Regions from separate parts of the Mus musculus genome. Here region 2 is linked to region 1. The links are chromatin contacts, called in public HiChIP or PLAC-seq maps. All regions are on one chromosome and are shown on one strand. The core of a region is the stretch at or near the end of the contact, and the rest is flanking DNA. Distances in the headings are between cores, read along the strand shown.

Region 1 (3,585 bases), core at 560-3,059:
AAATTTTGTCTGCTTCTTCTAAAATAACCGACACTTCATAATGAGGTTTAATCAATACGCATCAAGTATTTTCTAATTGAAGCATGATACATGGAAAATTTCTTTTTATATAAATCTAACACTCCCCCGCTATACCCTATAATTTATAATTCACTCACATGACTGCCACCTCTTTTAGCAAGACTCCCCCATTCTATCTTCTTTGAAGAAGTGAAATCAAACTGTCAGACTCATTTAAGTACCATATTATGGGTTATGGGGAAGAGGCTGTCATTGTTACCTAAAATTCTATATATAGGGCACACATACTCGACCGTATTTTAGTCTTGGCCCACGGATAAACAAGATAAACACAGCTTGTATCGGACTGCAGTTTTCTCTGTCATAGGGGGCATCAGAATGTCTGGAATCTGCTTTAACCAATTAAGCCTTTCAAAGCAAAAGGGAAATAAAGCCTTCAGTAAATCCATTGAAGGCACCATGTCCCAGACTCCCATGCCTGGTATCGATCTTTTTAAGTGCCGACTAATGAGTCCTATGGTAGTAGCAGATCTATGGTGTGTGTATCTGTGGTGCTCCCACTCCACCACCTCAAAGGAGCTAAACTTACACAGGTCAGTGGATCACCTGGGAAGGGGTAGGGTAGAAGCAGTCCTTGCTGATGGCTGCCTTGACCCTTTAAAATCCAACCGGAATCTCTGCTGAAGACCGCAGACCGGATTCCCTACTTTCTGTGACAAGCGCAGGAGTTTGTGTGCAGCTTTTCCTTTCAGGTCGCTTCTAGGGCGAAGGCTTCTGTTTTTGTTCAGCACCTCTCTGGCATGGGAGCTCCTGGCAGCGGCTTCTTTTGCCGCAAAGCATCCTTTTCCTCTCAGCTTTGGCAATTTAGGAAGAACTGATGCTCCCAGGGGAGGTGGATGAGGGGAGAGCGCCAGGAATGGGAGCACATCCATCAGGAGTCCCTGCTTCTCCCTTCTCCCTACTTCCACTCTCGTCGCCACAAATCCCCTCCCCCAAGCTCTTAGCACATAGCATTTGTGATATGTGTAACTGGGGGGCGCGGGGGTGCGGGGTATTCCATACAAAAGATGCATCAAAGCGCAGACTCCCCTAAGCCAAACCCAGAGGCACCTGGCACCTGCCCCGATTCGCTGCAATTGGAAGCGGATGGCTTGGGTACTAAATTATTAATTTATTTATTTCCCCTGCTCCCCCGCCCGCACTCCAACCCGCAGAGCAGAAGCTGCGGTCGCGTTGCTCCCCAACCCCCCAACCTCCGCCCGCACCTCGCAGGAGTCTCGCACTTGTAACCGGCCGTCGCCTCCCGGCCCCTGGCGGTCGCGACGCACTCCCACTCGTGGCCAGGCTGGCGCGGCCGTGGGTCCCGGCGGCGGGGGAGGCGGGGGGGAGGTGGCGGGTGACAGATGTACTCCTCTGACAGCTCTCAGTATCAGCCCAGTGGCTCCCTGCCATTGGCTCAGTGCGATGGACCAGCAACGCCGCGCACTATAATAACACTCATGCCTGCCAGCGGCAGCGACTGCGAGTGCGGGCGCCCGGCGCGGGGGATGCTGCGACCGCTGCCTCTGCCGCGCGGGCGGCTCCCGCTGCCCGGCTGCGCCCTACCGCGCGGGCTCTGACCGCTCCCGCCCGGTCCCGCCCGGCCCGGCCCCCCTTGTGGCTGCATCCTCCCCAGGGGCTCCACGTCCCGGTTCCTATCTCCAGGCGAGCACTGCGCCGGAGCCTAGGCGAGCGCGGCCGGCATGCGGAGGCGGCAGGGCGCGCACCGCAGCCGGGCATAAGGAACCCGCGTGCCCGCCGCCAGCGCACAGCCGGCCGCTCGCCCTGCCGCGATCCCCAGCCCACCCTCCCGGCCCCGGCTGCGGCTGAGGGTGCGGGTGCGTGGAAGCGGCGGCTGCGGAGGAGAGGCGGCGGCTGCCCCATGGAGTGTTACTACATTGTCATCAGCTCCACGCATCTCAGCAACGGACACTTTCGCAACATCAAGGGAGTTTTCCGGGGCCCTCTCAGCAAGAACGGGAACAAAACTCTGGTAATTCATTCTCTCTCTCTCTCTCTCTCTCTCTCTCTCTCTCTCTCTCTCTCTCTCTCTCTCTCTCTTTCTATTTGTCTCTCATCTAATAGGGCATATCCGGAGGGATGAGTTGACGGATGGATTTGGGAGCTTTAGTGATGTTTGGTTTGCAAGGAATTCATTTATTTCATTTATTTATCTGATGGGCGTGGGATGAGAATCGGGTATAGAAAAGGGAAGGAATCTTAGGAAAGCTCTGCCTAAATGTTTTCCTGAGACTTCATGAAGCTCTCTGTCCACCACACTCCACAGTGCTGAAGATTATAAACCTCTTCTTTCAACAGGACCTCCTAAAAATAGAAAGGATCACTAACCCCAAGTGATCCTGTGACATCTTTCCGTTTAGGCAGCTTAAAGGTGAATGGAGGTGTGGGTGTCTGATGGAGCAGCGAGCCATGTGGCTGGTGGCTTAGGGGAAGTGGCTGGATTGGGTGAGGGTCTCCGAATGAGTTTGTTTCTTGGCTCTTGGCTCTTCGCTGAAGGACTGACAGGAAACTTCTCTTGAGAAGTTTTCTGTGTGAAGCTAAGCAGAATATTCCCATCTGCCCACTACTTGCAGCTTGTCACACTTTAGAGTTTGGGGATATGGGTGGAAGGTGATCACTGTGTCACAAGTACAGACAGTAGGAAGCATGTTAGAAAACAAAACCCACACAGCTATTCTCACTGACAAGCACAGCTTGTCCTTCAGCACCCAGCAGGAAAAGCGCTCTTGATTAGTGGAAGATGTGCTGAGCATAGAGAGAGCACGGAGTAGCTTCTACTTTCCACCCAATTCCCATCATCCACAAAGGCTCATCACATCATACGCAAAGCCTCCCTACAGAACCAACTCTCATGAGCAAGGGTGTCAGGAGAAGTAACCACTTCTCCAAAGGCAGAAAGCAGCAGCGTGGAGTTCTCTTAGTATGTGCACTGAGAGTCCAGCCCAAATCAGGTGGTAAAAGTGGAAGACTTTCTGAAGTCTGTGCCCACTGGCAGACTTTGCTCTAGATTTCTCCTAGTATTTATCTGAAAAAGATAGGTAGAGTAAGTCAAGGACACACGTAGCTCAAAGCGAATATAGTTTTCAAAGCCCCAGATTCTTTATATGTTTAAAAGTATATACGCATTAATAAATAATTCCCTATTTTTTTGAGGATGAAAAGTTCTCATTTGAAGATTTAAGTGGATTGAGACACCCATGGGGTGCATTTGATGTACTCCTGATGTCTTTATTGTTCAGGATGTGTTTATTTGCTCTTTCTGTTGCACTGAGAACCCATGCTCCAGACATCATTAGTTGAGTACTATAGGGTAGGCAGAGTCTAGAAGGATTATTGAAACTGTCTGGACTCTCAGAGAGGTCAGCTAATATTTTAAACAGCCCTTTCTTCAACATTATACATTAAACTAAATATAATTTAAGGGTAAGCAAAAGAACTAGACAAGGGAGATACTTCCATTGTGCAGAGCTAAAACAGTCAAGAATTCACAGAAAAATGAGCAGT
Region 2 (3,585 bases), core at 446-2,945, 520 kb after region 1:
GTGAACACCTTGAATTCTATTTCTTATATTTTGGATTCACTAGGTCCAACAAACTCATAGCAACATATAAACAGATGGTATTATACTTCATGAAAATTGAAACCACATTAAGTTGTCAAACACATGACTATTAGGCATAACTACCTACTCAGATACCAGCACTTAAATTTACACACAAACACACACACACACACACACACACACACACACACACACACACACACTTTTTCCCAGATCCTTCAAAGTGTGCATGCTTAAGTGAAAAATAATAATGTTTAAAGTCTTGTGCTTAACAAGATTCCTTCGGGTGTAAACAGTAAAGTCTTTGCTTCTGAGATTCTTCTTCTGCCCTACAAGGTTCGTAAATATCCAACTCAGTTCTGTGTCCTGAGGTCAGCCCAAATGGGTTTAATGACAAATCTCATAAAATTGAAGTAGTTGCAAATTCTTAGAAAATTTAGACACTATCTATACAAAAGGAATATGATGAATATACTTAATGTATAAAGTATATGATTAAAATTAAGGTAAAACAAAATAAATTGAAGACAAATGTCAAAGGATTGTTATGATATTTTACTTATGGACTGCACAATGTCCAAAGGAATATTCTTCAACTATAGTTAAAATTATACCAGATGAAAGCTTAAAATTATTATAACAAAATGTTTATATGCCATGAATGTCTATAAAAGAAATATTCTTCTGATGTGATACTAAAAATGTTGGTGGAGTTATCATAACATCAGATGCAAAAGCAGAAAAGTACAAAAACAGAGAAAGAAAATGTTGTTTGTTCCTTAAAATATATTATAAGTCAAGATTTACTGATCAGACAACACTTAAAATATTAATATAATCACCAATGTCTTAATGATATTTACATATTTGTACACACACTCACATATAGCAAAAGAACCAATACGTGACATAAACAGGAAATTAAAGGTATTAATTTTGATAAAACATAGAAAGAGAAAGAAGAATTAGTGACATTAAAATGATATGAAAAATATGGGAGTGTCCTTCAGTGGGAGAAGACAATATGAAAGGAAAGGGACTTTTACTCACTATTAGAATGTGGGTTAGCAAATAAGATGCTTGCTCAAAAAGTTACAAAGTAGAGCTTTCATAACACTGCCATTACACCACTGCAAAAGCATGTTAAATACAGTGCAGTTCACCATAGCGATGAAGTCAGCCTATTATAAATTACACATGTGTAAATATATATTTTAAAAAGTGAAGGATATTTTTCAATTATATTTACTTTTTTTTTTGGCTACTAGGTAAATGCAACTGGAGATGATCACCATAGTGAAACAGATCCATGAAGCCCAGCGTCATGTGTGTTTTGTTTTCATCTATGTGTGGACTGTCTGGGTAAATAGTGTGTACAAGTAAAAAACAAAACAATACAACAACAAGGAGTAGTCAGGACAGGGGTGGAAAGGAAGGACAGAAATAAGAAACAGTGCTAAGGAGCGAGTTGTACAGCAATTTCCTCTGAATAGAAACATTGCCCATTGCCTTGTGGAGAGAGAAGGCAGGTTCATGAGACTCACGATGTGAACAAAAATTAAAACTTCCACAAGCCTGAAAGTTACACAAAGCCCCTTCAGAAGGTTACACACTATAATGACTCATTGCTGTGGAAAGGAAATTCTCTGACTTGCACACTGGAGGTGCTGACAGTATGCCATGCCAGTAGCTCTACAGAGACAGCTTTAGTGAGTCATCAAACATACTGGCATAGGCTTTCCAGGAGAGCAGCTGCCCTTTAGTTATTCATGCTCCTGTAAGTAGCCTCAATAAACCCCTGGTTCACTGAGCTGGACATTAGGGAAGTTATTTTGGCCTGTAAGAGGCACGCTATTGAGGATATGTAACCATTTGTTTTGATTCTCCAAATCACACAAGAAAATGTTTATGATAGACTTGTATTATATGTGTTGATGGACAGTTTTAATGAAATTTCTTATTTTGTACATTAATGTGTGATAATGAACATAAAATATGATGGTAATGTATTTTTACACAGAAAACCTTGAATGAGAGTGTGGTAAAGCCAAACACCAGGCTGACATGCAAACTTACCCAACAATTTTACTCATGAAGAACATGAGCATTAACACATATATACACACAAAACAGGAATGTTTTACAATTCCTTGTAAGAGAAATGGAATTTCTTATTAAATTACATGATTCTATGTGTATAGTAATTCAAAGATCTAGTTGATGGTTTTACAATGCAAATAAAAGGCAGTATGCCACTGAAAAAAACGTTTATTAGTATAATCTATAATAATAAAATGAAGCCAAATTCTTAAAATACTGTTTCCCAGTGCCTCACTATATTTTTATGGCAAATTTAGTATTAAAGAAAGAAGGCAAATAATTTTCCCATCAATGTAATCCAGAAGAAACTCTGGTAATGTCACAGAGACGTCTCTACACCCATATATGCTCTGTGATATGAAAAAGTCTTGATGAATGCTCTCTGGGCCGAATTAATCAAATCCCTCTGTGCTTCAGCTCTGTCACACTGTTATGAAAAATAAGAGTAATAAAGAAAATCTGAACATTATATGCACTGTTTCACTCAAAGGGCAGACAGAAAAGAGTCTTACATCAACATTGATGTGTGAGAAACCAAGACAACTAGAAGTCACACTGTATCAGCAAAAAGACGAAACATACAGGTCTAAGAACTAAATAACCTCTAATTTAAAATTATACAATTATTGAAGTAGATGAAGCAGCTTGTAAAATTGCTATCCACACAGGTTTGTGCACTTGAGTTTAAATCTCTAGAGCCTGAGTAAAAGCCCAGCACACATACTGGGGAATAAAAGGTAGAGAACAGAAAATCCATTTTAGGCTGGGGCCCATCTAACCCAATGTATTTAGAGGAAGAACAACAGCGAATCCTTCTGAAACCTGGTGGGAGATAAGAACCAACCCCTAAGTTTGCCTCCAGACTTTCATATGCACATTGTGGCATACATGCACCCATATTTTTATACACAAATTAGATAGATAGATAGATAGATAGATAGATAGATAGATAATAGATAAATAGATAAATAGATAAATAGATAAATAGATAAGAAGGAGGAAGAGGAGGAGGGGGGAAGAAGAAAAGAAGGAGGAGGAGGAGGAATAAATCAAAATGCAAAGTAGCCAGTTTTAGAAAATGTTCAACAAGTTCCATTGTCTACTCTGATCCCTTCCCAAACTGCCAAGTTATTTAGATACAGCCAAGTCTGGTGTCTTTGAAATGAACTAAGGATAATCATGGAATTAACTAAATAAAGCTTGAAATAAAATTGAGAGCAAAATAATGTGATTTCTTCCCACAGATTATTTAGAGACACGGCTTTAATAGGATCTGTGGAACTTCCAACTGTTTTCATGTCACTTCTCAAAAACAGATTGTTGAATGGATTTACTCATTAATGGAAATCTCCACAGGCCAGCTCCACACAATGATAAATATGCAGAGGAGAAAAGAATGGGAGAGTAAATTGAGTTTAAAACTTTAATGATATGCATATCAAAATCAAGAGATAGTTATCCATA

Evidence for each region. HiChIP or PLAC-seq counts read pairs in DNA pulled down with a chosen protein or histone mark.
Region 2: an H3K27ac HiChIP or PLAC-seq map of neural progenitor cells shows a contact between it and region 1, with 6 times the contacts expected there. The contact joins the enhancer-like site here to the promoter of Zfp804a in region 1. A contact is called at or near these places in 9 of 39 promoter capture datasets (the 3T3-L1 cell line, the HPC-7 cell line, cranial neural crest and 5 more), 24 of 484 Hi-C or Micro-C datasets (the AML12 cell line, the HPC-7 cell line, adipose-derived mesenchymal stem cells and 16 more), 2 of 115 datasets of contacts at active chromatin or transcription factors (astrocytes and neural progenitor cells) and 1 of 9 other capture datasets (embryonic stem cells).

The regions. Positions count from the first base shown.
Region 1 is chr2:82,051,849-82,055,433 of GRCm38.p6, forward strand. Zfp804a (zinc finger protein 804A) reads left to right here and starts at 1,810. Exons shown (of 4, transcript NM_175513.3): 1 at 1,810-2,053. The coding sequence starts at 1,943.
Region 2 is chr2:82,570,591-82,574,175 of GRCm38.p6, forward strand. No RefSeq gene overlaps it. Among named protein-coding and RNA genes, the nearest start is that of A130030D18Rik, 180 kb to the left of the region's middle. Within about 2 kb of position 1,696, at least 11 of the 459 cell types and tissues checked have an H3K27ac peak or open chromatin away from gene starts, as enhancers often do. A contact at or near this core is called in granulosa cells and neural progenitor cells, where this site is marked.